Linked DNA regions of Mus musculus: regions 1, 2, 3, 4, 6 and 7 are each linked to region 5. Evidence: chromatin contacts called from public HiChIP or PLAC-seq and promoter capture Hi-C data. All regions are on one chromosome and are shown on one strand. Each heading gives the region's core, a stretch centred on a gene start, on an enhancer-like site or on the middle of the called end of the contact. The rest is flanking DNA. Distances are from core to core; before and after follow the strand shown. Region 1 holds the start of Rhobtb3 (Rho-related BTB domain containing 3). Region 2 holds the start of Rfesd (Rieske (Fe-S) domain containing). Region 3 has its middle 59 kb from the start of Glrx. Region 4 has its middle 41 kb from the start of Glrx. Region 5 holds the start of Pcsk1 (proprotein convertase subtilisin/kexin type 1). Region 6 holds the start of Glrx (glutaredoxin). Region 7 holds the start of Gpr150 (G protein-coupled receptor 150).

The links. Promoter capture Hi-C pulls out the DNA fragments that hold promoters and counts their contacts. HiChIP or PLAC-seq counts read pairs in DNA pulled down with a chosen protein or histone mark.
Region 1: a contact with region 5 is called in a promoter capture Hi-C map of stem cell-derived epiblast-like cells, with 4 times the contacts expected there. The contact joins the promoter of Rhobtb3 here to the promoter of Pcsk1 in region 5. A contact is called at or near these places in 6 of 39 promoter capture datasets (the C10 cell line, cranial neural crest, hippocampal neurons and 2 more).
Region 2: a promoter capture Hi-C map of hippocampal neurons shows a contact between it and region 5, with 4 times the contacts expected there. The contact joins the promoter of Rfesd here to the promoter of Pcsk1 in region 5. A contact is called at or near these places in 5 of 39 promoter capture datasets (the 3T3-L1 cell line, cranial neural crest, hippocampal neurons and 2 more).
Region 3: a contact with region 5 is called in a promoter capture Hi-C map of liver, with 2.9 times the contacts expected there. The contact joins the enhancer-like site here to the promoter of Pcsk1 in region 5. A contact is called at or near these places in 7 of 39 promoter capture datasets (cranial neural crest, embryonic stem cells, hippocampal neurons and 3 more) and 1 of 9 other capture datasets (embryonic stem cells).
Region 4: a promoter capture Hi-C map of hippocampal neurons shows a contact between it and region 5, with 4 times the contacts expected there. The contact joins the enhancer-like site here to the promoter of Pcsk1 in region 5. A contact is called at or near these places in 5 of 39 promoter capture datasets (embryonic stem cells, hippocampal neurons, liver and 1 more), 1 of 15 datasets of contacts at CTCF or cohesin (large pre-B cells), 1 of 484 Hi-C or Micro-C datasets (cerebral cortex) and 3 of 115 datasets of contacts at active chromatin or transcription factors (bone marrow-derived macrophages and embryonic stem cells).
Region 6: a contact with region 5 is called in a promoter capture Hi-C map of liver, with 7 times the contacts expected there. The contact joins the promoter of Glrx here to the promoter of Pcsk1 in region 5. A contact is called at or near these places in 10 of 39 promoter capture datasets (cranial neural crest, embryonic stem cells, hippocampal neurons and 4 more), 1 of 484 Hi-C or Micro-C datasets (LSK cells) and 3 of 115 datasets of contacts at active chromatin or transcription factors (acute myeloid leukemia, astrocytes and embryonic stem cells).
Region 7: a contact with region 5 is called in an H3K4me3 HiChIP or PLAC-seq map of bone marrow-derived macrophages, with 2.6 times the contacts expected there. The contact joins the promoter of Gpr150 here to the promoter of Pcsk1 in region 5. A contact is called at or near these places in 7 of 39 promoter capture datasets (the 3T3-L1 cell line, embryonic stem cells, hippocampal neurons and 3 more) and 1 of 115 datasets of contacts at active chromatin or transcription factors (bone marrow-derived macrophages).

Annotation. Positions count from the first base shown.
Region 1 is chr13:75,942,513-75,946,616 of GRCm38.p6, reverse strand. Rhobtb3 (Rho-related BTB domain containing 3) reads left to right here and starts at 2,793. Exons shown (of 12, transcript NM_028493.2): 1 at 2,793-3,086; 2 at 3,185-3,410. The coding sequence starts at 3,085.
Region 2 is chr13:76,016,103-76,020,129 of GRCm38.p6, reverse strand. Rfesd (Rieske (Fe-S) domain containing) reads left to right here and starts at 1,568. Exons shown (of 4, transcript NM_178916.5): 1 at 1,568-2,609. It also overlaps the pseudogene Gm4165.
Region 3 is chr13:75,778,877-75,782,833 of GRCm38.p6, reverse strand. No RefSeq gene overlaps it. Among named protein-coding and RNA genes, the nearest start is that of Glrx, 59 kb to the left of the region's middle. Within about 2 kb of position 2,458, at least 5 of the 459 cell types and tissues checked have an H3K27ac peak or open chromatin away from gene starts, as enhancers often do. A contact at or near this core is called in liver, where this site is marked.
Region 4 is chr13:75,796,984-75,801,090 of GRCm38.p6, reverse strand. No RefSeq gene overlaps it. Among named protein-coding and RNA genes, the nearest start is that of Glrx, 41 kb to the left of the region's middle. Within about 2 kb of position 1,965, at least 154 of the 459 cell types and tissues checked have an H3K27ac peak or open chromatin away from gene starts, as enhancers often do. A contact at or near this core is called in bone marrow-derived macrophages, cerebral cortex, hippocampal neurons and 1 more, where this site is marked.
Region 5 is chr13:75,088,035-75,091,811 of GRCm38.p6, reverse strand. It overlaps Pcsk1 (proprotein convertase subtilisin/kexin type 1), which reads right to left and starts at 1,955. Exons shown (of 14, transcript NM_013628.3): 1 at 1,571-1,955. The coding sequence starts at 1,750.
Region 6 is chr13:75,837,801-75,841,453 of GRCm38.p6, reverse strand. It overlaps Glrx (glutaredoxin), which reads right to left and starts at 1,568. Exons shown (of 3, transcript NM_053108.4): 1 at 1,279-1,568. The coding sequence starts at 1,485. Gm41005 (a long non-coding RNA gene) reads left to right here and starts at 386. Exons shown (of 2, transcript XR_873685.2): 1 at 386-687.
Region 7 is chr13:76,055,656-76,059,503 of GRCm38.p6, reverse strand. Gpr150 (G protein-coupled receptor 150) reads left to right here and starts at 2,508. Exons shown (of 1, transcript NM_175495.2): 1 at 2,508-3,848. The coding sequence starts at 2,680.

The DNA.
Region 1 (4,104 bases), core at 1,544-4,043, 850 kb before region 5:
AAATCTGCCTTCACTTCATTTCTTGCTTTTCCTTGGAACAGACAACCATGATGCGTGTTTCTACACCTTTACATATGAGTATGAATGAGTAATCTAGTTCTTCCTAACATTCCTTCCTGTCCAACCTCTTCTTCCTCCAAATCCAGCAACATTTCCTCATCTTTTAGGACCCATGATATTGGTTGCTTCCTCTGGTGAACTTCTCCCTAATGCTGTGCAGCACAGAACTAGACACTCACTGAAGCTTTAATCCTTATACTCTATATGTCTCTCTAATAGCTATGGAACACATAGCGTATGCTATGTGGAGAATATGTACCTATTGAGAATCTAGTGGACACTGACAGACTTAACTTCTCAAGAGTATAGTGTATCTTACAATATTCCATGTCTATCTGGCCAGGTTAAAACACTGAAAACTGGAGAAGTAGAAGTCTGCTTTCTCCCTTTCTGCTATGTGTCAGTTCCATCTGGTGTCTTTTTTGCATGTTCTTATGCTCTCTGTATTGTGCTTTACGTGGTAACAGAAAACTTATTATCTTAACCATGCTTTAGTGATTGGCATAAGTCACATTAGCTATGTGCATTTTGCTGTACAATTGATTTCTATGCTTTTTCATCTTCCAAAACTGAAACTGGGTACCCAAAAATAGCATGCCTTCCCTACTTCAGCACCTGATACTCTGTCCTACTTCCTAGCTGTAAGAGCTTGGCTACTTGAGGTAATTCAGAAGTAGAATGATGTAATTCTCTTCCATATTGGCTTACTTCACATAGCACCACATCGTTAAGGATCATCCATGGTATAAGATGTGATGAGTTTACCTTCATTTACAAAAGCTAGTTCATAACTCATTAACCATCTATAGTCTCAACTGCTCTGGAAATTTGATCTAGGAAGACTGCTTAGTAAGCCCAAGGGTTCTAGATCAGCCTAGGCAGTACAGGAGAAAACAACTCAAAAAAAAGGTTCATATTTACGTAAGCTATATTCTTTTTTTTAATTTTTTATTAGGTATTTTCCTCGTTTACATTTCCAATGCTATCCCAAAAGTCCCCCATACCCTACCCCTTCCCACTCCCCTACCCACCCATTCCCACTTTTTGGCCTGGTGTTCCCCTGTACTGGGGCATATAAAGTTTGCAAGTCCAATGGGACTCTCTTTGCAGTGATGGCCGACTAGGCCATCTTTTGATACATATGCAGCTAGAGACAAGAGCTCCAGGATACTGGTTAGTTCATAAAGTTGTTCCACCTATAGGGTTGCAGATCCCTTTAGCTCCTTGGGTACTTTCTCTAGCTCTTCCTTTGGGGGCCCTGCGATCCATCCAATAGCTGACTGTGAGCATCCACTTCTGTGTTTGCTAGGCCCCGGCGTAGTCTCACAGTAAGCTATATTCTTTATCTATTTATGCACTTCAGTGTCATGGTGTTTGACTGGTGGGCCATTAGACTGATGAGACCGTATACTTTCTTTTGATCCAAGAGGAACTGTGACTCTGCACATTTGCATCTTTCAGGATGGTTATTTCCAGAAACTACAAAACATTGTACTTGGACACAAAGGAAAAAATTTATTTATTTATTTATTTATTTATTTATTTATTTATTTAGGACTGGGTCTCACTATGTAACTGGCTCTTCTGGAGCTCACGATATAGCCTGGGCTGGTTTTGTTTTTGTTTGGTTTTGTCTTTACTAGTGACTCTAATTACAGCTATTTGGGAGGCTGAGGAGGGAAGACCTATCTCAAAGAACAGAGAGGACTAAGTAAACTACATAGAGAACGCCCCCTGCCCTGCCCTGTCTATGGACAGGAAGCTAATTCTGTCTCAGCTGAGCAATACTGATTCCTAATAAACAGTTGTGGCCATCTCCCAGCTTCTTGTTTTCCTCAGTCTTCCCAGGACCTTTTAAACATCTAGTTCTCAAAACAGGTCCACTTAACAGAGAAAACAAGCCCAATTTCAAAGCAGAGCAAATAATCAAAAAGATAAACAAGAACTCTTAACTGTGTGTGAGATGCTTGTGAGAATTTTAATATTTATGAGGGAGCCCCAGAGTAGCCTTTGGCCTGTCCTAGTATTAGCAGTCCTCATGGTGTTTTATACTGGAGGTAGTCTGAGGCCCTTTTGGGGCCTCCACAAGCTTTACTTCTGTGTGTCATCACGAAAGAATCTAAAATATCCTTACATTAACATGATCCTTCTTTTTCAGTGAGCTATTATTAAATAATGTAACTGGAATGTGTACTGAAAAAAATCCAAGTAAACTGCTACAACTTTCTTTTTTTTTTTTTTCTTTTTTTTTTAAACCACACACATTAAAAATCCCAACACTTCAAATTCCACAATCTTGGTTAAAATATGCCAAATATAGCTTGCAATAGTAAATGACCTTTCCAAAGTGGCACCCGCAAATTAATTGGTGCGTGAACAAAGAACCTTTTCTGCAGCTGCATGAATGTTGCCTTTTTTTTTTTTCCTTCTTCACAAGTACGATTTTACAAAACAGCCAAAGCGCATGTTGTAAATTGACAAAACGATAACACACTTTCTGCGAAGGCTGGGGTGGGTACGGGACCGCGGGGTGGGCAGGGGGCTGCCTCCTGGCTGGGCTCTCTTCTGGTCCCCGGCGGGGGCCAGGCCGCCCCTCCCCCGCTCCCGGCTCAGGTTTCAGCCTTCCGAGTTGAGGAAACTTGCTGCAGGCGGATTGGCGGCGAGCTGCTCCCGGGCTCCGGCGTCGTCCCCGCGCCCACCGCTCCTTTGTGTCCCGCGGCCTCGGCCAGCAGCCAGCTCCCCCGCGCGCCGGACTCTCGGGGCGACACGTGCGGGCCTCCGGCCCCGCCGAGCGGAGGCGGAGCCCGGGCGGAGGCGCGGCGGCCAGGAGCGGCGACCAGGGACCGCAGCGCTGCCAGCGCCCGGCCGGCCGCTCACTCCCGGCCCGCTCCTCTGCGTCGGTAGCGCCGCGTCGTAGGAGCGGGAGGGCCGCGGCCGGGGATGAGCTGACTGCAGTGAGAGCGTCGCCCGGGCCCCCGCCAGGCCGCCCGCTGCCATCTCCGCGCCGCCCTGCCAGCCGCGATCATGTACGTACGCGTCGCCGTTCTGCCACGGTCTGGGTCCGGGACGTGCCACGCGCCCTGGCTGTACCCACCCGCTCACCGCGCCCCTCTCGGCCCCGCAGGTCCATCCACATCGTGGCGTTGGGGAACGAGGGCGACACGTTCCACCAGGACAACCGGCCGTCGGGGCTCATCCGCACATACCTGGGAAGAAGCCCGCTGGTGTCGGGGGACGAGAGTAGCTTGTTGCTGAACGCGGCCAGCACGGTCGCGCGCCCGGTGTTCACTGAGTACCAGGCCAGTGCGTTCGGGAACGTCAAGCTGGTGGTGCACGACTGTCCCGTCTGGGTAAGGGGCAGTGGCTGCGCGGTGCCCAGGAGGAAGGAGCTTGCCTTTTTGGATCCCTCCTCCCCTTGTTTCTTAATTTCCTGATTGCCTGGAGAGTTTTTTTAGTTTGTTTTTGTGTTTTTACATTTTTTGGCAAATCCCATCCTTTGTTACAATTTGGAGGTGGTGGGGGCAGCCCAGTCACGTCTGTAAGGTAAAATGGCCCCAGGGCAATATAGAGCCGTTACTGTGTTTCAAGACTTGTTCTTTAGTGGATGGACAGCTGACAGTTGAATGTGCCAACCCCAAACAGGGTCGCGAAGTTCCACTGGCCAAGAGTCATGTTTTCATGTCCACCTCGTGGAGGATAGGGAGATGTGTTCTATAAATACTGCCCTTTACAGCTCAACGTAGGCAAAAATACTCTAGACAGGGACAGGTCAAAAATAGTATGGGAACAAGGGAAAAAAGAATGGGATTTGAGAACTAATTTTAAATGGCTTATTTGTTGATTATTAACCTCTGAAAAGACTAGTTTTTAATAGTGCTAATGCTCATATATTAGCCTTTTGTTTTAGTGGTTAATAAATTGGAAATACCACTAAGAACTTAAATAAATCTTCATGTTTATGATAGTTGAATAAAATAAGTCTTAGCTTGTCTCTTGAGTAGCTTGACTCTGAAGTGTTTGATAAAAGGACAAAGAAGACAGCTC
Region 2 (4,027 bases), core at 319-2,818, 930 kb before region 5:
AGTTAGTGATCCTGTGAACATGATGAACATGCCTAGGGTCCACCAGATATTCTGTAAGAAATATGGAAAGGACCAACCCCACAAGGTGACACAGTACAAGAAGGACAAGGATTCTTTGTAAGCAGCGTTATGACAGGAAACAAAGTGACTATGGTGGACAAACTAAGCCTATTTTCCGCAAAAAGGCTTCTACAAAGAAGATTGTGCTGAGACTGGAGTGCATTGAGCCCAACTGCAGATCTAAGAGGATGCTGGCTATTAAGAGATGTGAGCATTTTGAATTGTGAGGCGACAAGAAGAGAAAGGGCCAAGTGATCCAGTTCTAAGCTGATTTTGTTATGAATAAAATCTTGACCTTTCACTCCCTCTGATTGCAGTTGGTCTTTCTGGGAGGGAAAAAATGAAAAGCTTTCAGAAATTAAAAAACAAAAATATATATTGAATCCTTTCTAAGATTTTTACTTCATTGATCTGGTATACTGGGCAAAGTTGCTTTGTTATTGTTTTTTGGTTTTGTTTGTTTTAATTCCTAGGCAGATCTAAAGCCTAGCCAAGATTATGAGCTATTGAATCAAAGGATCATTAATTTTAAAAAATCCTTATTATTCTGTGTGAGCAGGGACATGCATGCTACAGCATAGTTTGTTAAGTCAGTTCCTACATCATTAAATGAGCTCTGGGCTACAACTCAGGCTGTCCCGTTTACAAGCACCCTTACTCCATGAATCATCTTGCTGGCCTCTTTTTTCTTTTTTCTTTTTTTAAAGCAGGGTGTCTGTGCTGCCCAACACTTGGGTTCAAGTGATCAACTTCAGCCCGGGTTGTGGGCTCTATAAGAGCTTGCCACGTGCCAGTTTACAGAGAATGCTTGCAAACCAGTAAGACTCATTTAGCTTGCACCTCTGAGCATAAGTATGGGGAGTTCTTATTGTGTTGCTCTTAATGTAACACTGAAAGAGAAATTGAAAGTGAAAACACACCATCTCCCCTTAAATCTAGTAATTTTTAAAAGCTTTGGTATACACAAATACTTAACCTATTTGTATCTCAAGCAATGAGTTATTTGTGTTAAAGAGAGCATATTACACATGGGAGCCTGTATGGTGTAGTGTATGGAATTGGACCTTTGGGTATACAGTATATGGCTGTAAAGTTTTCCCATGTTCTAGGTATTATTTCGCTTAGGGATGAGATTGCTGAGTGCATTTAAAATTTGGATAAATTTAGAGTGAGTCCGATTATCGTTCTTTGAAAAAAGAAAAGAGAAAGAAAATGATGCACCTACTCATATCCCACAAGAGCTAGAAAAATTCCACAAACAGGACAGCAGCCTGATGGAGGGACGGGAGGGGAGCCAGTACTTCCTAGCACGTGACCCCTGCCCCGCCTCCTCACAAACTCGCGTCGCGCAGGCGCAGGACGCAGGGGCTGCGGGAGCTGGGTGTTGAGGGCGGGGCGAGGACCCCAGCACAGTAAGTTAGGTTCTCGCGGTGCGGGAATTGGGTGAGGGGAGCGGGGCGGAGATTTCTGGCACGCTGCTGCTTCCGGTCGGACACCGCCCGGGCCTGCACTTCCTGCGTCCGCTGGCAGCGGTTCCGAGTCCTCGGGTGTCTGAGCAGGGAGCGTTTGGACCCTCGTGGACTGGCATTGGCAAGAGCCTCAGTGAACTGTTCGCCTTGACAGTTGGGCCACAGCCGGGACCTGCAGCCATTTAAATAGGCTTTTCCGCACTTGTGCCATAAACTATGAAAGCGAATCCTTCTGACGTCCCACGCACCCCAAATATTCTCCTGGGATGGCCGTCGGGACGACTGCTGGTTGCCGTGCTGTCCCTAGCGCCGCTCAATCTAGCAGCTGCGGCCTGTCTTCTTAGCAAATAAAACTGGTTTGAGAACTGCTAAAGCCATGGGGGTGGCTACCAGCCTTGCTGCGCTTCCTGCGGTTGCACCCAGCTGTATAGAGTAGAGGTGCCTTAACGTGGTTGTCCTCTGCACACCCTATGATACAGGCCTCTTAGGAAGCAGTCCGGGATTCAGACGCTGGTGAAACGCCTTGTCATCTTTAATACCAGACATTGGCAGTAATTCGCTCAGCTGCACGGCTTCATTAAATTGGGCAAGTGTTTTACTTTAGATATTTGTGAAGACAATCTTGTACATTAGCATTCCTACATAAACATTCAGAACCATCTTTTCCGATACATGTGTGCACTGCGAATATAAAACTCTCTATACGTTTTTGCCGAACGGTTTTTGTGACTTTCAAGATGATTTTCTTTCAGGCCACATGTTTTTTGTTTTTTGTTTCTTTTCTTTTATAAATCGCTGGCTGCTAGTGACACGAAAGTTACACCAAGCAACATATGAGCTTACAGATATTTAATTTTGTGAGGAGTAATGAACATTTACACGCAAAGTGTCCAAGCGGTAGTGAAATGTAGCTAGTCAAATGTATTTATTATCATCAAACTGCTACTGACTAAAGCATTTCCCTTCCCTGAGCCTAAAAGCCAGGGTGTCACCCTGGAGATAAGCACTGTGATAATTTGTGGGCCAGGTCCCCACTCTAAGAGTCCCTGAGTCATTGCTCAAGAGGAGTGACACATGAGTGTGAGTACCTTTAATTTCATGTCTTTTGTCTTCAGTGACTTTATACTTGAATGAATTATCTACATTAGAAAGGTGTTTAAAACTGTCGGGGCCATCCACTTATCTAAAACAAATAGTTTTATATGGAATTCTCACTTTAAGAAATCTAATTTTAGGGATCTACGAACAACAAAACAGTTTTTATTTTTAAAGACAATGGTAGAACAGAACATTTTTTATTTTTATTTTTTTTTGTCAAAAACTGTATTAAAAATTATGTTCTCCAGCACTATAGCACTTTAAAAACAGTGATTTTGGAGGGAGAGCCAAGGCATTATTTTTTTCCTAGTAGGAAGACTACAGCAGCAGGATTCATAACTCAACGTGACGTTCATTAGCTTCCCTGGAAAGTATCAGTGCTGCTTCTCCTTCTCCTTCTTGTTCTTCAAGAGATTTCTTTTTTATTAGATATTTTCTTTATTTAAATTTCAAATGTTATCCCCTTTCGTGGTTTACCTTCTGAAAACCCCCTCCCACTGTTCACCAACCCACCTACTCTTGCTTCCCAGCCCCGGCATTCCCCTACACTGGGGCATCGAGCCTGCACAGGACTAAGGGCCTCTCCTCCCATTGATGTTCAACAAGGCCGTCCTCTGTTACTTATGCTGCTGGAGCCATGGGTTCCTCCATGTGTACTCTTTGGTTGGTGGTTTAGTCCCTGGGAGCTCTGGAGATACTGGTTGGTTCATATTGTTGTTTCTCCTATGGGGCTGCAAACCCCTTCAGCTCCTTGGGTCCTTTCTCTAGCTCCTCCATTGAGGACTCTGTGTTCAGTCCAATGGTTGGTTGAGAGCATCCACCTCTGTATTTGTCAGGCACTGGCAGAGCCTCTCAGGAGACAGCTATAGCAGGCTCCTGTCAACAAGCTCTTGTTGGCATCCACAATAGTGTCTGGGTTTGGTAACTGTATATGGATGGGATGGATCCCCAGGTGGGGCAGTCTCTGGATGGCCTTTCCTTCAGTCTCTGCTTCACACTTTGTCTCTGTATCTTGTCTCATGGGTATTTTGTTCCCCTTTCTAAGACAGACAGACGTACCCACATATTGGTTTTCCTTCTCTTTGAACTTAATGTAGTCTGTGAATTGTATCTTGGGTATTCCAAGCTTCTGGGGTAATATCCACTTATCAGTGAGTGCATACCATGTGTGTTCTTTTGTGATTGGGTTACCTCACTCAGGATATTTTCTAATTCCATCCATCTCCCTAAGAATTTCATGAAGTCATTGTTTTTAATAGCTGAGTAGTACTCCATTGTGTAAATGTACCACATTTTCTGTATCCATTCCTCTGTTGAGGGACATCTGGGTTCTATCCAGCTTCTGGCTATTAAAAATAGGGCTGCTGTGAACATAGTGGAGCATGTGCCCTTATTAAATG
Region 3 (3,957 bases), core at 1,209-3,708, 690 kb before region 5:
AAGGACTTTATGAACAGCTCTGCAGAAAAAGCAAGCTTCTTATAAGGGGAAAAAAGAGCAGGCTGATCTTGTTGGTTTTGTTTTGTTTTCCCCCAAAGAACTAGTTAATTAGCAAAGAGGGAGCAGCAAGGAGTAAAATTTGGTAAGTAGTGATTTAAAATACAGTCTTGGGAAAAGGGAGATAAAGGCAGAACATTGGGTCCTTTTAAACACAGGGCAAAAGAAACACATCCAGAGTCTTGGTTAAAGAACCAAGTGCATTAAAGTAAACGTGACGTGTACTATAGCACAGGACAGAGACCCAAAGCCTGGGAAGGGAAATGAAATGGCCTCCATTTCTTCCTCTCGATTTATAGCTGCCTCTGGAAGCTGCCAAGTTCAAGAAACAAACTTAATTTCTCGCATCTAGAAATTAATGTAAAATTGTTTTTTTTAAAATTTGGAACAATTTTTCATGATTTTAGGTTTTTAAGAGGTTTTACGAGGTGCAGTAGACTGTGAAGGGCTCAGTTATTAAATGTGAAACACTTAGATAGGGAGAAGTGTCTGGATATTGTTGCAAATTCCAGATTTCACAATTAATTTAATGTTTAAAAATAATGAGAAAGCATGTAACTGCTAGGAATGAACGTGGTCATGAGAGATTAACATTAGTTCAGGCAATGTTGTTAAGTAAAAACTGATGTTTGATATTTGGACAGCAGGAAAAAAATCACTGCATGAATATGTGAATATGTGTACTCTTTTTTTGTTTTTGTTTTTTTTTTGTTGTTGTTGTTGTTTTGTTTTGAGACAGGGTTTCTCTGTATAGCCCTGGATGACCTGGAACTCACTCTGTAGACCAGGCTGGCCTTGAACTCAGAAATCTGCCTGCCTCTGCCTCCCAAGTGCTGGGATTAAAGGCGTGTGCCACCACGCCCAGCGAACTAGTGTACTCTTGTAGTTACTTCTACAACTGGTTGGGATGGGGAACTTCTACTTTTACTATGTCCAGTGTCCACTGTTTGGGATTTTTGCAGAGTGTATTTCCTTTTATCTTCTGCTTGGTCTAATTCTTTTGTTTGTTTGAAATAGGGTCTCTCTATGTAGCTCTGGATAGCCTGGAAGTCACTATGCAGACCAGGCTGGCCTCCAACTCAAAGAGATCCACTTGCTTTCTGTCTTCAAGTGCTGGGATTAAAGGCATGCACCATCACATCCTCACCTAGCCCCCCCCCCCTCCAGTTCTTAAAGATCTTGTTGGTTATTCTTTTTCCCTATCCAAATTTTTCTTGTTTTGGAATTTAAGAGGAAGAACATCTCTTCTACTCCCCCATATTCCTTGGCTTGATTTCCCCCTCAAATTCATGGCCTCTTTTTCTTTTTTGGCACACCTGCTTAAGTTTGTTTAGTGTTGCATATTTCCGATTTCAGGGTAATCTAGAATTTCCGATTTCAGGGTAAAATGGTAAACCATTTTAGCATTAACGCATCCTGAGGACAAGTCTGTTCTCCCTCTCACATTAGCTATCTGTAGTTTTTAGTTTCGGGGTGCCCCCCATGAGATGTCCTCCTTCCATGTTAGTATGTGTATTAGTGTTATTGTTTAGATCTATTTAGGCGTCCATATTATTGATGGATGTAGCTTCCCTATCATTTCTAGGAGAAACAACCTGAAAGCAGACTTCCTGGTCCCGTGGCTCTTACAATCTTTCCATTAATCTTCTGTGATGTTTCTTGAGCCTTAGGTGTGGGGTTGTGTTGTGGATATATCAACTGAGACTGGGCATCCCCAGGATCAGTTTCTCTTTGAAATCAAGCAGTTGTGATTTTTGTAATGTTTTTTTGTCTGCTGCAAGGAGGAGTTGTTGGGTTTTTTGTTTTGTTTTTTTTTTAAATGATCACCTTTTTGTTAACCTGGACTTATGTGTGGGTCTAAGGATAAGCATTTAGAATTCAGTTAGGAATTATCTTGGTTTAGTAAAGGTTCTCTATGACTCATGATCTCACTAGACCTGGATAGTTGGTTAGGTTTCCATTACCATAAATGATTTCTGTCCTGTTGCACATGCCTTACATCCAATCAGTAGGTGTTGGTCACCTCCAAGATATAAGTGCTACTGCTACTGTGCTTTCAGGGGTATCTCCATGCTAGCCATGGTTGTGCTTCATAGATCACAGCTGGGCAAGACTGATTCCTTCCCTTTCTTAGCAGCTTCCCAGACTGTGAACACCCTGAGGAGGGGGTTTTTGGGTCAGATCCAACTCAGAGTACACTTTTAGCAACAGAGCAAAGAAGGCAAAGGCCATGTTTTCATTTTATTCTAGACTACCAGTAAGTCCCAGGCTGGGAGTTAGGAAGACAACCAGGTCAAATCATTTAAGAATTCTCGGTTAGTTCATGTTCCCTCTTCCCATGCTGGCTGAGTTGCTGGGTGGTAGTCAGGACCTATTGTCCAAACTTGACCCTTCTGCCCTGGCCTGCTTCTACTGTCAGGCTGTGCTCTCATCAGAGAGGCCTCATTATTTGGTTTCTAGCATCAGCTTTACCTTGGCATTCAGTTTTGGCACCTGGTAGTTGTTTTTGCTTGGCACTGAGATTTGGATTGCAGCCCTTTTGAAGGCAACAATTCTTACTTTTTTTTTAAAGTGTCAGTGTTGCCATAGGTTAAATGTGTCATGTTTTAATGGATGGATGATTTCCACTAAGGCAGGAGCTCTAGAAGCAAGCCTTTCTACTTCTCAAACTTGATTACGTCTCATATTTCCTCCCTCCTTGGCCTGGGGCAGGCAATCCGAGGCAAGATGCTGACTAGACCCATCATAGAATACTGTATAACATTCAGTCCACAATTCTAGACTTTTTTGGAAAACTCTTCAGAGTTCAATTCTACGTTTTATTTTTTACAAAAGCACATGGGCATAGGGTTGTCATCGCAGTCCTGAAGAGAGTATGGCTGAAGGCTGTTGTGGACCCAGCAGAGAAATGTCTGAAATGCTATATAAGCTAAGTCTGCACCTCAAGTATTGGGTTATAAACTACTGGCTTTCATCTGGATTTTGTCTATCTCTTTCCCTTCTTTCAGTCTATCACCCTTCTGTAAGGACACTTTCTCAGCCTAGGAACAGTTATGCATGGTGAGGAAAAGGGGGATCCAGCCAACAGCCATGGAGTAAGCTGCACAGTAGATTCTCTGGGAAGGTTAAGGCCTGACACAACTCAAGCTTCAGCTGATGGCTTGATTCTAACATTTTGAGGGATATTAAACTAGAACTACCCAGCTAAGCTGCTTCTAGCTGCAGTTACTGCATGGGATAATAGATGCCCGTTGTTTTGTTAAATATTTAAGTACAGCCACATATTTTTAAGTAACTAGGCACTGGTGGAGAACACTCATAATGAGGACAAAGGGGCAATTTCAGAAATACCCTTGTAATTTTCATCATGCACAGCCATTGCAAATTTTAGATCACCACCATGCCAGACCTCATAGTAGACAGGAAATGGTGCAATTGGCCATCCTGGGGTTTCTCAGTGATGCGACTTTCTCCTTTTCTTTTCAGAGAAAGGAAATTGAGAGATCTACAAAACCTCAATTTCTTTTTGAAAAATTATATAAAAGCTATATATCTTTAATCTTCTAAAAGGGGTTAGAATAGCTAACAATGCTAGCAAGTTATCAAGTTACTAAGATGAAAAGACATCATGGACTGCAGTTGTGGAGTGATAAGAATAGGCCACTTTTTCAGCACGACGGGCAGTTATGATATAGCTGAATGCATAAAGATCAAGACAAAGGCATAGCAGTGTCAAGTCCCCTTTCTCACAACTAAAGGGGGATCCACATACAATGCTACAAAGGCCAGGAACAGTGGCCCCATCAACAAGTGGGAAGCAAAGCTGGCCGTGGCATTTCATTTTTGCAAGGCACAATAGAAATGGTAGGAGTGGGGACTGTATTAGCAGAAGTCCTAGAG
Region 4 (4,107 bases), core at 716-3,215, 710 kb before region 5:
GAGGATGGGCCTCACCAGAGGCAGCCAGGACAAGGCTGGGGACAAGCTGATGTGGAGTTAACTCTTCCTTGCTCCTGTGGGAAGAGCCAGCACATTTATGCCTCTTTCTCCGACACTCAAGGCTGAGCTGTGGAATGGATGGGGTAAAGCTTAGCAGCCACAGGGCTGGGAGGGCCTCACGGCAGCTACTCTTCTACACTGCAGTACCATTCCAGCGCTGTGGCACCGGTGCTGCCACATTACAGTGAGACACCTTCCCCTTCCCCCTGCAAAGCCTTTAGAGCAGTGGTTCTTAACCTGTGGTTCTCGATGCCCCCCTCCCCTTGGGTTCACATATCAGATAATCTGTATATTATCAGTATACAGATAATATAACAATAACGAAATTACATTTATGAAGTAGTAACAAAATAATGTTATGTTTGAGAGTTACCACAATATGAAGGTCATAGCATTAGGGAGGTTGAGAACCACAGTTTTAGAGTCTAAAGTTTAGACCCACACCTGGCACCTGGCACTTGTTTGTTTTTTCTGCTGTTAGGGACTCTTGGCTTCAGGGGGAACCCAGGCCTACTGCTGGCAGGAGTGAGCTAGATCTGTGAAAACAGATGTTGACAAATATATCATCTGTGGTGACCCAGCAAATTCAAACTGCCTCCTGGAGTCTGCAAACTATGCCAGTCTGTATAGACGGTTTCACTAGATGGCAAACGATTGCAAAGACCATGTTCCTTTGCCATGTCTCATGTACATGCGGCCCAATCCTGTGACAGTAACAGAACCATGTGTGTTGTGGAATGGATGGGGTAAAGCTTAGCAGCCACAGGGCTGGGAGGGCCTCACAGCAGCTACTGGTCTACACTGCAGTGCTATTCCAGTGCTATGGCACCAGTGCTGCCACATTACAGTGAGACACGTTCAAGTCCAGAGCTCTCAAGTGCTATGCCCACTCCAGTGAAGTCTGCCTGTCGGGGTTGAAAAGCCTGGAGGCAGTCGCGAGGCAAAGAGTTTCAAGGAAATTCAGCCTCCTGGAACCTTGGCATTCTCATAGCCCGTATACTCAAACCCGATCCCCACGTTAGTATGGTGTATGCTCTCTTTCAGTATTGATTCATTATAAGTGCCTTTAAAGGTTGAATTTTGACATAGGTGAGCCTCTGCCAGTGTTCCAAATCCTTGAAGCTGACAATCTTGGAATTCAGTAGGAATTCAGTAAGAATGATACCTATTCAGTAACATTCAAATTCACTTCTAGTAGAGATGGTGAAACTAATTACAAAGAATGGAGCTAGGATAGCTCAGGGCTGGTCTGCAGAGTGATTACTTAGGACAGTAGCCAGTCTCACCCAAACAAGGGAATATACAAAGGCCTAGTGAATAGGTGAGTTATCCATCAAAGAGTTAGGGAATCCCCCTGGGACCAGTTTCTTCACTAGGCCCAAAGGAACAGCATAATCAAGTTTTTACTAAGAACCCCTAGTGGTGGGCTTAACAATAGACTGGCATTACACCTGGCTCCATTCTAAGTGGTAAACAGCGGCCTGGTCCCCGCCATCTTTTGATGTATAGATTCCTTTTGTTTTGTGTCACTGTAATTCAGCAGATATGTCCTGCCTGGCTTTTCTTGTTTTTTCTTCTGTATAAAAAAGTCTGTTTTTCGTTTGGACATTATACTCAGATTCAACATACTCTCTCGTGTCGTGTCTGTTTGTCACCCCACTCCTTCGCCCACCTGCAACCAGAGACCCGTTCCTCGCAGATAGGAGACCCAAAAAAGAGGTCCATCTGTGGCACTCAAGGCCGATCCAGCCTCATCTGGCTTGTTACCTATGCTGTGTACTTCCATGTGACAGGGGCAGAGGCAGAATCTATAACACGTTTTCCTGGCCTGCTCCAGCTGCCTAAGGTCGAGCCCAGCCAGCAGTGTTCCTTGTCTGTCCACTGGAGGCAGGTTTGTCACCATATCCCTGCAAGCCACTGTGAAAAGCCTTGTTTGCTTTTGCCCTAGAGTCCAGCCAGTCCCCTGACCTCTAACCCAGAACTATTTGTTCCAGGCGTTCCTCAGTCTGACATTCTAGTTGAAAACAAAGCCAAAAAAAAAAAAAACCCAAACCAAAAAAACCCAACAAACAAACAAACCTACCATCTTCCAATCATCCCTCTATATTTGGGGGTCAGATGAGCTGGTTACCTTTATGGTCTAGAGGGAATGAGTCAGTTAGCGTTTAAGCAAGAAGCAACATCTGCTGTAGTTCAGAGGCTGGCAGAGCACCAACGGCTGGGAAACTGTAGGAAGCAAGAGACCTGGCCAGAGTTCTTTAGTCCTATGCTGTGTGTCCATGAATGCCTAGGCCAGTTCCTCCTCCAACAGATATTTTGTCTCATGTTAGAAACCTTCTCTGTAGCATCTGGCCAAAACCTAAACCTATTGCTGGCCAGAGTTTTCTGAGACCCACTTCCAGCCTCAGAAATAGTTGAGGCTTGATGTCAGACTTGTCATAGCTGGCTGGGTTTTGCTTCATTTCCTCTTCCTAACAGTTGCTCAGCCAGTCTTTATTTGCATGTGGGCAAAGACTTTGGTAAAGAAAGGAGGAGCCTTGTTAGCTGCCGTCTCACTCATGGCTAAGTCATGAGTAATTCTACTAGCAGAGCTAGTATTTGATACCCCTTACTCCTTTCTGCTTATACAGAAAGGTGAGGGATTATATAGGATTATTTATGAGTTTCTGTTAATTGTAAAATTTAGTACAAATCCAGCAATGAGGGTAGTGATGGTCACTTTTTCTATTTGTTCAGAGATCATGTACAATCTTGTACCCTTTACATAACACATATACACCTTGAATACACATGTGCATATGTGCTTGCCACACCACATTCTATAACAAGGAAAGGACCTCGAGGAATGGTTTGGATAGAGGGTATGTATTTCTGCTAGTGTTCCTGGCAGGCCTTGCAGTCAGGCCTGGCTGCTAGCAGTCTCAAAGCTCACAGAATTCAGAGACCATCCACTCCAGGCTGCTGCTTATCCCACACTATCCAGCAGATGGCGCTGCACGCCGCACTGTCGCACCTGTCTGCCTTGGCTGTCAGGAAGTCAGAGTTACTACTGTGCAGTCAGGAAGTGGGTCTGCTCTCACTGAGCAGCGGTGGCTTACGCAAACCATGACTCATGGGTTTGACGAGGGCCTTTGTCAGAAGCAATGAGATCTGACCGTCACCACCCAATGGAAAGCAAAGTGCCTAGCTGGCCGGAGATCATGGTTGCTCACCGTTGATGCCTGGCTTTTTCAGGCAGCATGAGTTCATGCGGAATTTCAGAACCTGGCTGTGACTGATTCACTTTCTGTAAACGAGGGTCACCATTTCCACTTCCTCCGCTTGGGCTATTATTTGAACTTCGAGGTCAGCAACTGTTCTGGTGCTTACCGGAGGCTTTTGAGTATTTCATAAGTACTATTTCTTTCCTCTTCTTAAAAGTTTACTTTGCGATAAGGTCTCAGTATGTAAGCCTACCTTCTTGGAACTGGCTATGTAGATCAGTCTGACATCCAGTCCACCCGCCTCTGTTTCCTGAGTGCTGGGATTAAAGGCACATCTCACCACCCACTCATCGCAGCAACATTTAGCACAGATCTGAAGTATGAAATTGTTATCTCTCAGCCCTTCAAAAGTGGGTTAGTCTCAAATATCATACTGCTCTGCTTTTGCCTGGAGGGCAGGAGAGTAACCTCCATAGAATGCCTGAAACTTGGATGGTATTAAACTCTATACACACCGTTTTACTATATATATACATATATATCTTATCATATATGTGGCTGTATCTTTTGTAGTTTGTGAAGCCATAGAAAGTTAGTTCAGACTTCTTCTTTTCCTTTTTTTTTTTTTATTTTATTGTTAGAAGATCTTAGCAGCTCCAACATAATTCTTTTATTAGTGGAGACTTTTATCCTGTCTTATACATTTTTTGCTTGTTTGTTTGTTTTGTTTTTCGAGACAGGGTAGACCAGGCTGGCCTTGAACTCGGAAATCCACCTGCCTCTGCTTCCCGAGCGCTGGGATGAAAGGCGTGTGCCACCATGCCCGACTCTGTCTAATACATTT
Region 5 (3,777 bases), core at 706-3,205:
CTCTCTCTCTTTGGTTCCCAAATGTTCAAGAATTATACACAATAACCAAACAATACGAAGCAGCTTTGTGTCTGTTTCCCCTGTAAACTATTTTCTATGCCTGGAGTGACTTCTCCAATCTTACTCACCATGTTCTTCTGGCAGCCTCAGACTTTACTCAACTCCTGTGTAGTAGATATTTTCCGTAGCTTTTTTTCATGCCCCCCCCCCAAATTCCCTTCTACCTTTCCCCCTTCTATCAAAAAACATGCTGAATTAAACCACCAACTACAACATCTCTCACACAAATTGCATTCAGGTCCATTGTCCTTAGCATGTCTTATCCTCCTTTTAGTCTTCAGTCCCTAAGGCACAGCCTGGAACTGTTCAGAAAGGCTCTGGGAATTTTATTGAGTTTCATGCTGGGTCTTTCAGGACCATTTAGCTCACAAAGTTAGAGAATGAAGCCTCTGGCTAGAGAAGGAATATTTCCTAGTGGATTTGATGTATGAAATAGACACTGCCTACGCCGATTACTCATCTGTGACTTCAGAGTCTCAATCACCACCTCCAGAATAGAAAACGCGCCAAAATGTTTTACAACTCGTTACTCCCTCCTCTCCCCCCTTAACTGTGGACAATTTCCCTGGCAATGGTGAGGGGTTTGACTCCATTTCAAGGGAAAGAAATGCTCAGATTAGAAATCACACCCTCTGTGATTCTCTTTTGGGACTGCTCTGCCAAGCAGACTCCAACTTAATGCTTCTGCGCACCCCTCCCCACCTGTCTGTTAATTCAGCATACACTTGGACAAATATCAGTTTATCTCATAACCCGAAAACCCCAGGAAATGTTTGTGCACACGGCCGAGGTACAAGACAGAAAGAGATCCTTTCCCCACAGTCATTTCTGCAACCAGACCATGCTAAGACACTGGCCATGCAAAGTTAGGAAGCTCAGACTTCACAAGTTATCAGGGAAAATCCTGAACTCCCCCACTGGCGATGCTCGGACTTTTTCCCCTACCTAATCCCCTTCCAGTTTCCCCTACAGATTCTGAACTACCACCACCATCACCTGACTGGGGAGTCACTAGTACCAGCAGCTGGGCGCGCCCTTACACTCAGGAATCTTCAAGCCTGCCTGTCCCCTGTTTTCAGTACTGGGAGCTGGTGCTGCCATATTGAAAAAGAAGGAAAGCGTCAGCTCTGGCCGCAAGCCTCCTGTGTCCCAGGGGACCGAGCTCACTTCCTTTCCCAAGATAGACGAGAGCCCCTGTGCACCTTCAAGTTCCCCGAACAAACGTAAAAGGCTTTTTATTTCATTTTCCAAACCTCGAGGAAGAGGATTTCAAGTCTAGAGCCAACAACAGAGAGAACAGTGTCGGCTGAGCAGCTTCCTCTTGTTTAGCGGCGCCCAGCCCAAACAGTAAATAATGCAAGCATTTCTCCTCTAAAAGCGCGAGCAGGGGGAGGATTCTCCGAGCTGCTTGCGACACTGGGCGCCGGGTAGCGCAAGCGGCTCCCACTTCACTTTAGCCCTACCAGAGTCCTTAAGCCCCAGAAAGTTTTTCGAAAGTGGAAACTCTTACCTGACCCAAAAGGTCATACCCCAGTTCTTCGGCGATGGCAGAGGCAGCTTCTTGCCCTCCGGGGATCTCCGCCGCCCATTCATTAACAAACTGCCTCTTTGCTTTTACACTGTTTAGTGCACACCAAACGCAAAAGAAGGCGAAAGCAGTACACTGCAGAGTCCAACCTCTTTGCTCCATGGCTCAAAACCTTGTTCTCACACAAGTAGGAAGGGCTGGGAGAAAAGAAGCAAGATCAGAGACACACCAGCTAGACTCGACCTTTCCACCCAGCAGCTTAAAACCTCTCCTGGCTCTGGGTTGCTCTACTAGAGCTAGAGGCTCACTGGGAGAGGCTGGGCGGCGAGAGCGAGCGCTCACTAAAGTGCTTCAGTCTCCCGACTGAGTGGAGCCCCAGCCTTACCAACCAGAATAGAAATGAGTGTTTACACGTCAAATCGACGAAAGCCATCTCTTGACGTCAGATCTACCTGGACTGAGAACTGGATGGTATTCCCGGCGGGGTGGAGAAGTGACTAAAATAGGCAGGGAAGGATTAAGAAAAGGAAAAGAAACTGGTGGGATCGGTCAGTTCTGCTGCCTGTTCATAAATACTGTAGCTGTGAGAAACATCTCCATTCTTCAAAGAGAACCGCCTCATTTGAATATAACTACCAAGATCCCAAGGCAGGAAGCACAACAATTACCCCTCACTCCCTACCTCCCACCCCCGCCTTCCATCTATTTTCTCTATCTTACCTTATATCTCCTATGAATGTGCCTGGTGATGATAGAATTCTTATAATGGTTCTTGAGTATCAGCATTTGTTATAAAACAGACACAATCTAGGACTCGTGTTTTGATCTTTCAGAGGCTGGGAGCAGAGGAGCGAAGCTACCTGATGCATTGTTTCAAATCCTGTAAGGAAATAAGCACTTCCTCTACACAGTGTTGAAACAACATTTTTATAGTGCGTTTTAAATCACTCGTAATTCCTCCTCTCTTGCTTCTGACCCCTACTAAAGCAGTTTCTAAAATTCGACCCCAGATCATTTGGAGCCCAGGGCCACCATCATTACAGTGTTTACATTAAAAAGGAGAAAAGGAAGACTGATTGATTAGCAACATGAGTTTTTAACATAGAAACATGTTTTAAATTTTCAACGAGGAGGTTCAGAGCCCCAAAGACTTTCATATCGACTCAGTGAGGGAGGTGGCAAGTTTCATTAACCCAGAACTTTCTATTTTTCCCTCACTGGAGATTTTAACTTTGGCACTGACTTGAAGCTGTGCTGGTACTTTCACATAAAATACAGCAAGAATCTTTGTGGAATACAGATTGCCCTTAGAGGGAGAATAAGAGAACGTCCCTATGCCCACCTTCGAAACAGCAATCATACTGCCTTGATGGACTCTAACTGGAGGGATTGAACAGAGGAGAGCAAACCCCAGCCTTTAATATTCAGCACCGATGTGTGGACAGCGATAATCTCAGTGCCTCTATGAAAGCCTTCTGAGCAGAAAGGGCGCTGCTGCCCTGGCCAGCTCTCAGCAGCTTTCTGTTTGACCTGGGTCTTTCCCTCCTTTGAACAGCAAACTAGGAAGCCTTAGTGGAAGTCTGATGAGGGTCATGATGGTTACTATGTGCATCTTGTTCACCGGGCCTACTTGGCAAGGAAAAGAAATTGAGAGGTGTATTTTTTTTTTCTGAAAAAGATTATTTAACCTCCTAAAGGGAGTGGGAGTGGAGGATGGGGGAGGGTGCATGGCATAAAGCAAGAAAAGGAAGACTACAGGGAAAGGGGACTACAACAAACAGAGAAAAGAAGCAAGAGATGGTCTCCACTATATGAAAACGAGGCAAGACTTGATGAAGGGTTCAGTAGGGTATGTGGGGGGGGGGGGGGCGCGGACACGTGTGTTTGTGTATACTGTATGTAGCCAGAACACAATGTTGGGTGTCCTACTCTATCACTTTTTGCCTTATTTCCCTTGAGACAAGGTCTCTCACTGAACCTGGGCTAGGCTGTCATTCAGCAAGCCTCAGTGATCCCCTGTTTCTGTCCTTCATAGCCCTGAGATTAAACCGGACCTAGTTTTTTGTTTGTTTGTTTGTTTGTTGTTTTTCAGGATGCTGGGATCTACACTCTAGCACTTAAATTTTTTTCAGTAGCATTGTGATCTTACTAGTTTTTATAGAGAAGGGAATAATTCAGATATTGAACAG
Region 6 (3,653 bases), core at 319-2,818, 750 kb before region 5:
CTAGTAACTCATCAGTAAGTGCTTATGCATGAGAGTGAGGACCTTAGTTTGATCCCCCAGAATCCACAGAAAAAAGTTGGGTGCAAATCACAAGCTGGGGAGATCTAGATAGGAAGATCCCAGGGGCGTTCTGGCTGCTAGCTAGTCCAGTCCATCCCAGCCTGTGAACTCCAGATTCAGTGAAGGACGGTGTCTCACCAAAGTAAGGCTGAGAGTGATTAAATAAGTCATCCAACATTAACCACTGGGCTGTTGTGTAAACAAGGGTACACAGACACACACACCATACATTTTATGGACTTGGGCATCCATGGACATCTGTATTTTTTCAGCTTCCCAATGAAGCCTCACTGAGGAAGTTTCTTTCCTCTGCTTTTCACTGTCACGCGTCACTTTAGTTGGTATTGGAGGCAGGTGGCCAAGGTTCTTGGCTTGTTGGGGCTGCCTCGGCTTTGTCCCCAACACTCCAGTTAACTGTACAACAAGCTCACTTTCCAGCACTGGAGTCTGTTGAGCTGGGCATTCCAGCAGCAGCCCAGGCACAAAGAAAGCCTTTTCTGAGGAGGAAGGTGTTCTTAGAGAGCTGCATATGGATTTGTGGAACAGGACTTTGAAGCGCTCCCTCTAATCTTGCAGCCTGCGTCACTGAGGATGGATCTCCAAGGCAAGAATCCATCAGATCATACAGTAAGTTATCATGATAACCAGACCTGAAAATATCCTACAATTAAGGCAGCACAGGCAAAAATGGAGTCCAGGATTTACTTTTCTAGTGGGTGGGGCTAGGTAAGAATGGACAAACTAGGTGATAAAGAAAGAAAGCCTAGTGCAAAGAAAAGGAAGGGCCGCAGACCCCACTACATGCTAACAGGGGGAAGAGAGTGCCTATGGCCCCCATCCATAACATAAAAGCTAGAGATCACATCCAGCCTCGAAGCTGCCTCCTGCCTTGCCAGAAGAACACTGCCAGTTCAAAATAGTGCTTAAAACAAAGCCTTCAGATAAACACTTAACTGCCGCCAGCCCAGCTGTCAGGCCCACTATCCACACACCAACCAGCGTTCTGCCTTCTGGTCCTCCCAGGCAGTCCTGCTGCCCACTCATTTGAGCAGTGTCTTCCCTTGAGTCCCTCCCCCACACCCTGCAAAGTCCTCTGGCTGCTTTGAAGGACAGAGCCCAGGCAACGGCATCCTAGAAAAGGCACAGCTAGCTGTCTACAAAGCTCTGGAAAGGAAACAGCAACACCCCAGCGCTTCCTTAGCATTTAAACACACTCACTGTTCTCGCTCCGGTGAGCTGTTGTAAATAATCTTGAATCGCACTGGTGTTGTTAGTGGCTGTGATGTCCACAAACTCCAGAAGACCTTGTTTGAAAGGCAGTTGACTGAGGATTTCTTGGGTCTTTCTGCAGTAGGGGCAGGTGGGCTTGATGAACACGACCACCTTCCCAGACTGGATCTTGCAGTTCACAAACTCCTGAGCCATGCTGACAGGCTGCAGCTTCTCCAGGGAGGAACGTGCAGTTGAAAGTAATGGTCCGGTAATGCAGCGGCGCTTAGCCAGCAGCTCTCATTTAATAAGGAACCTCCTTGGAGGAGGAGTTACCAAGTAGGATGCTTCAGTTTTAAAGGGCCAGCCCCAAAGTCAGTTCATTTTGGTATGAGTCAGTACTTCCTAGGCCTACCATTGCACACTGGCTGTGTAAGCTATAACAGGCTGTCTTGTGTCCTCCCCAAGAACAGAACTAAGTCACCCTCTAGGGTAGCAGAGACAGCGCAGACCAGTTTCTGGGTAGGAGGCCCCAGGTCCTCTTAGAACAAATTCTCTCTCTCTCTTCTTTTGGAAACACGGTTGTTTTGAAAAATAAAAACACAACCATTCAGGAAAGCTTTGGCTCTTCATAGGATGTGGGGACTGCATAGTGATTGGGCCTTGTGGGTTGCACCGGCATGCTTTCTTTGCCCTGTAAGGTGGGTACTTGTGTGATTAGTGGACTTGGTTCTTGACATGTAAAAATGTGCTTGTCTGTACTTTCTCTCTGTCTTTAAAAAGTGGGGTGCCATGCTCTGAGTTCATGGTGAACAATGAGCCCTTTTCAGTGGGGTAGATTTGTGACTGAACTTTGCCACGGGGCCTACCTGTGAAGCTAAGCTTTTTAATAGGTCTCTCTTACTCCAAAAGCCTTAGGGCTGGTGACCTTTGAATAGCAGTTCAGTAAGAAACAAATTCTCCCATAACCCCTGACCTGAGATTCCAGACAGAATGTGGATCTTTTCCTGTCTGACTTGTTTTGACAGTGAGCTGAGGTGCTTTGGGAGGTGGTGCTGAGGTAGATAAGCAAGTCGAAGAGAAAACTCCTGTCAGACTGAAGCACCTTTCCAAGCAAGCAACCAGCTCCACAGTAGAACCAGAGTATCTTACAGGAGGTCAGACTACAGTCATGTCCTGGTGACGGCTCTGGTGCACATTGTGACCAAAGAGAAGTAAACTGACTTCTGGGGGCTGCTTTCTTTGTCACTCTCACTGTTACCCACATCAAATGGCAAAATAACAGTCAGATGGTAATAGTCAGGGCCACAGAAGAAGCGGAGAGAGAGTTCTGCCAACGGAGAAGCGGCCTGGCTGCATGGCTGAGGTGGCTGGCCCATGGCAGGGTTGTAGACCTCTCAGCCCATAGCTTCCCACAATTCTGAACAAGTTTAGGGCTAGAGTCTTAACTTTCTGGCAACCTTCTGATGCCAGCTGTTTCAAGGACCTCTTGAGGGTTCTTGCTGTTCACATGACCCTGGGGAATAAGCACCCAGCTCAGGCTGTTCCTTTAGAGTCTTTCTCTCCTTCTCATTTGTCTGGTCTTTCCCTTCCTCCTTTTCCTAACAATCTGACTCTCTCATCTATCTCAAAGATCATTTTGAGAACCACCATGATCTTCGGTCTCTTGCATTCTGCCCTGTCTCAATATTTGCCACTCCTGTTTTCCTTACCTCCTCTTTGTTGCAATCTGACCTCCTTATCTCTCTCTGCCTGTTGAAATGCCTCAGTTACTTAAGCATCCTAGAACCAGTGTGAATTTATCATGTGCAGAAATGTGGGGACCTCCCAAGAGACCTGTATAGAGTCACGTGGGGCTTGGAGTCTCACTTTATGCCTAACTCCAAACTCCAGACAGATGAAGATCCTTGTCTGAGTATACTGTTTCTATAATTTTACAACATCTGATTTGCAGTCTACTATATTTACCTGAAATCTTATAAATGATAGTACCTGGATACAGGAGAACTCTATTGTCTGTCCTGCAGTTCAGATTAGTTGAGACTAATATCTGAGCCCTTATCTAATATTTAATAATATGTGGACCTCCCCTCCAAGTCTCAGGAAAGCATTGTCTGCTGAGAAGCCCTGCCTTCAGCCTCTCAGACTTAGTGTTCAAACTGCCCAGCTTTCTGCTCAGCCTCTAAGCGCAATCATCTGTCTTATGGCTAGGGCAGAAAGTTAAAGGCATCTTTACTGTCCTCTGCAGTACATGGAATAGCCAAGCTCTCCTAGTTTTGCCTCCTAGATCTGAACACAGACTACTCCAACTGAATGCTGCACTGTTCTTGGGGGCCCAGCCCTCCTGGTTCCTTACTTGGTGTCCTTACACCTTGCAGTCTGCT
Region 7 (3,848 bases), core at 1,259-3,758, 970 kb before region 5:
TATTGTTATTTATTATTTTTTTAAAATAATGTGTATAATGTTTGTGAGCATGTCTGTGGAGGCCAGAAGACAACTTGGGAATCAATCTCAAGAGGAGGCTCCAAGGCCTGACACTGTTACTGATGCTATGATGTACTTAGAGACAGGAGCCTAGCATGGCCATTCTCTAAGAGGCCCAACAAGCAGCTGACTGAGACAGAAGCAGATACTTACACCCAACCAATAGACTGAAGTCAAGGACCCCTATGGTTGAATTAGGGAAAGGCTGAGAGAAGCTAAGGATGAGGGCAACCCCATAGGAAGACCAACAGTCTCAACTAACTCGGACCCCTGAGACAGTGTGTGCTAGCTTGTCCAACCCCACCCCCACCCCACCCCCAGACACATAGACAGCAAAGAACTACCTGGTCTGGCCTCAATGAGAGAAGATGCGCCTAACCCTCCAGAGACTTGAGGCCCCAGGGAATGGGAGATTTGCTGGGGTATGTGGGGTGTGGGGACATCTTCTTGGAGACGGGAGGAGGAATGGGATAAGGAACTGTCAGAGGGCAGAATAGGAGGGGGATAACGACTGAGCTGTAGAAAAAAAGATTAAAGGTAATATTTTTTAAAATAGGAGGAGGAGGAGGAGGACATGGGGGAGAAGGCCAGGACCAGCTTGTCCTATGGGTTTTGCAAGGCCACAACTGATTCTGGCAACCCAAGCAGCAGTGGTTGCCATTTACCCTGGAAAACAACTATTTTTTTAAAATCAATATTTTATCAAGTCTTTCTAAAGTTCGATGGAATAAACTTTCAGTGGTAGAATCTTGGTATATTATTTATGAGAATATTCCAACAAACTGTGGAATTACTTTGAGAAATAATTGAACTAACGTTTGGTAAGGCAGTCATGGGTTGCCAGGTGCTGCTCAGAAATGAAAGACTGGAGCACACGGTACCAAGAAACTCTTCATTGTAGCCACTGTTCCTCTTCCTTCATGTTCCAGCAAAGAGAGACATCAGCATCCACACACCCTCAGACCCTACTGGGCTCTTCTAGATGATACTGGCACCAAAGGCATGAAAAGCATCTTATGTGATACATTTATAGTCAGGACCAGAACTTTGCTCAAAGTTATCTGATATGCCTTAAATTGGTACTAATTCATCAACTGGACATATATTGACTGATTGATATCTGCCATGTATCAGGACCAATATGAGGATCTGGATAGATAATGAAAAACGACACATGTCTCCAGCCAAAATGATAGACCTTAGGAAAATGAGATTTCTACAGCAACCAGCAGGGTGGTACGAATCCTACCAAGTCCCCCTAATTCATGCATCTGTAGGTTGCAAACATTCCCACAGCTTGGGAAGCAACAGACACCCATTCCTCCCTGGCCCAAGACCAGGAAGTACAAGAAATTTTACTTTCACCATGATTAATTTGATGGATGCACAAACTGATGCTTCCAACGGGAAAAGTGAATTGTTTGTGAAATGAGGCTAAAAGTGGCAGCATTAAATCTAAACCATTTCCTGTGAACTGGATTTCTTTTTTAAAAATTGGCTGCTGTATGGTTTTCTTAGTCACCTTTTCTCTGGGCTTATTGGAGGCGTAGTCCCTCCCAGCAACCTCCCATCTGCTGGAAAACAGAATCAGGAGACAGAGAAGCCCGCGTGACACATCCATCACTAGAAGAAAATACTAGGAAGGACTCAATCCATGAACCACCATTTGTATAAAAATCTGGTAGTACTGTCTTCAGACTGACAAAATGAGTTTTGCATCACTGAGAGGAGAGAGCGGCTGCCATCCCCTGATGCTAGTAAAGAGAGTACTGGAAAGCATCTGCAGACCTCTCTGTTCCTAATTGCCAGGCAAAGGGAGGGCCCATAGTTCTCTCCGGATTAAAGTCCTAGCACTGCAGGCAGAGGAAGGTATACCCCTATCAAAGGCTCACCTAATGACTCTGCTCAAAAAGCTATTACTACTATTTAGGACTGGTTGTAGTTCTGTGGTAGACTGCTGGCCCAGCAGGGTCGGAAGTGGAGAAATAGAGGAACCCTGCTTGGTTTCTTGTGTCCTTGTATTTCTCAAGCTAGCGCAGACGTATGGCATTACAAAAAAAAAAATTCTTTTCTTTTTTTTTTTATCAAAAGTAGCATTTGTAATTTTTCCTGTTAGCAATCACACAATTAATTGTTGGGGGTGGGGATACTATCTCAGCCGAGGAACTATCTATCTCATAATTGATTCTGAGTTAACATTAGTTAGCCTTTGCAGTGGTCACATGCACAACTTTCTTTCTGGCTATATGTCACAGGGCAAGATTTCCAGAGCCTAGAGGTCCACGGATGCCACTGAGGGAGGCGGCTGTGTGGATTAGAAAGATGCTCTGCTGGGATGGGGGGGGGGGCAGTGGGGAGGGGGAGGAAGCGAAAAGCGGAGAAGGTGGAGAATAGGGATCATGTGTGTTCCTCGAATATACAACCCACATTTGAGTGACAAATACCAAGAACAACCTATACAAACAACTAAGCGCAAATCCACGCGTATCCATCTCACCCTGGGTGTGTGTGCTTTTTCAACTAACTTTGGGAAATCGCCGAGACCCAGCGGTGTGGCCCGCGCCACCTCTCATAGACTTTGGCCTTTTAAGCGGTATCTCTCTTTCCTCCGGATTAAGGATGGAAGATCCTTTCAGCCTCGCAATTCTGAATCCCGCATCCAACCTTTCTGTACCCACTCAGCCAAGCTGGAGTCTCAACCTGACTTCTGAGCAAGGAGCCTCTGTCCCAGGACCGCATTCGCCTCCACGCGGGCCACCCAGCCACCGGATCCATCTGGTCTTCTTGGGGATCATCCTGGTGGCCGCGGTAGCTGGCAACACCACTGTGCTCTGCCGCCTGTGCGGCGGTAGCAGCGGACCCTGGCCGGGTCCCAAGCGTCGCAAGATGGACTTCCTGCTTGTGCAGCTAGCAGCGGCTGACCTGTACGCAAGTGGAGGAACAGCATTGTCGCAGCTGGCTTGGGAGCTGCTGGGCGACCCGAGACCGGCTCTGGGCGACTTGGCTTGTCGCCTTTCCCATCTGCTGCAGGCATCGGGGCGGGGCGCCTCCGCCCACCTGGTGGCGCTCATTGCCTTGGAGCGCCAGCTCGCGGTGCGCATTCCTCAGGGCCCTCAGTTGCCAGCACGTGCCCTGGCTGCCCTGAGCTGGCTGCTGGCTCTGCTACTGGCGCTGCCTCCGACCTTCGTGGTGCGCTGGGATGCTCCTCCATCTTCAACCGCCAATGCCTGGCCAGGGAAGCATTGCTGCAGGGGCATCTTCGCGCCCCTGCCGCGCTGGCACCTGCAGGTCTACGCGCTCTATGAAGCTATCGTGGGCTTCGCGGCGCCGGTCGCTCTCTTAGGCTTCTCTTGCGGCCACCTGCTGTGTGTCTGGTGGCAGCGTGGGTCTCAGGCTCCGGTGGCTAGGATGCCCTGGTCGCCCAGTATGGCCAGAGCCTCCTTGCCCAGCGCGTTGCCCCAAGCCAAGGTGCAAAGCTTGAAAATGAGCCTGGCGCTGGCACTGCTCTTCGTGGGCTGCGACCTGCCCTACTTCGCCGCTCGCTTGGCAGCCGCCTGGTCATCGAAGCCCGCGGGTGACTGGGAGAGAGAGAGCCTGGTGGCGGCGATGCGCGTCCTAGAGGTGGCCAACAGCGCCATCAACCCTTTGATCTACCTTTTCTTCCAGGCGGGCGACTGCCGTCTCTGGCGGAGGCTGCGGAGGCGCCTAGGAGTTCTGTGCTGCGTGCGGGAGGAAGAAGCCGATATCAGCGAATGGGCTGGGGACCACCAGGCACTCCACCGCCATCG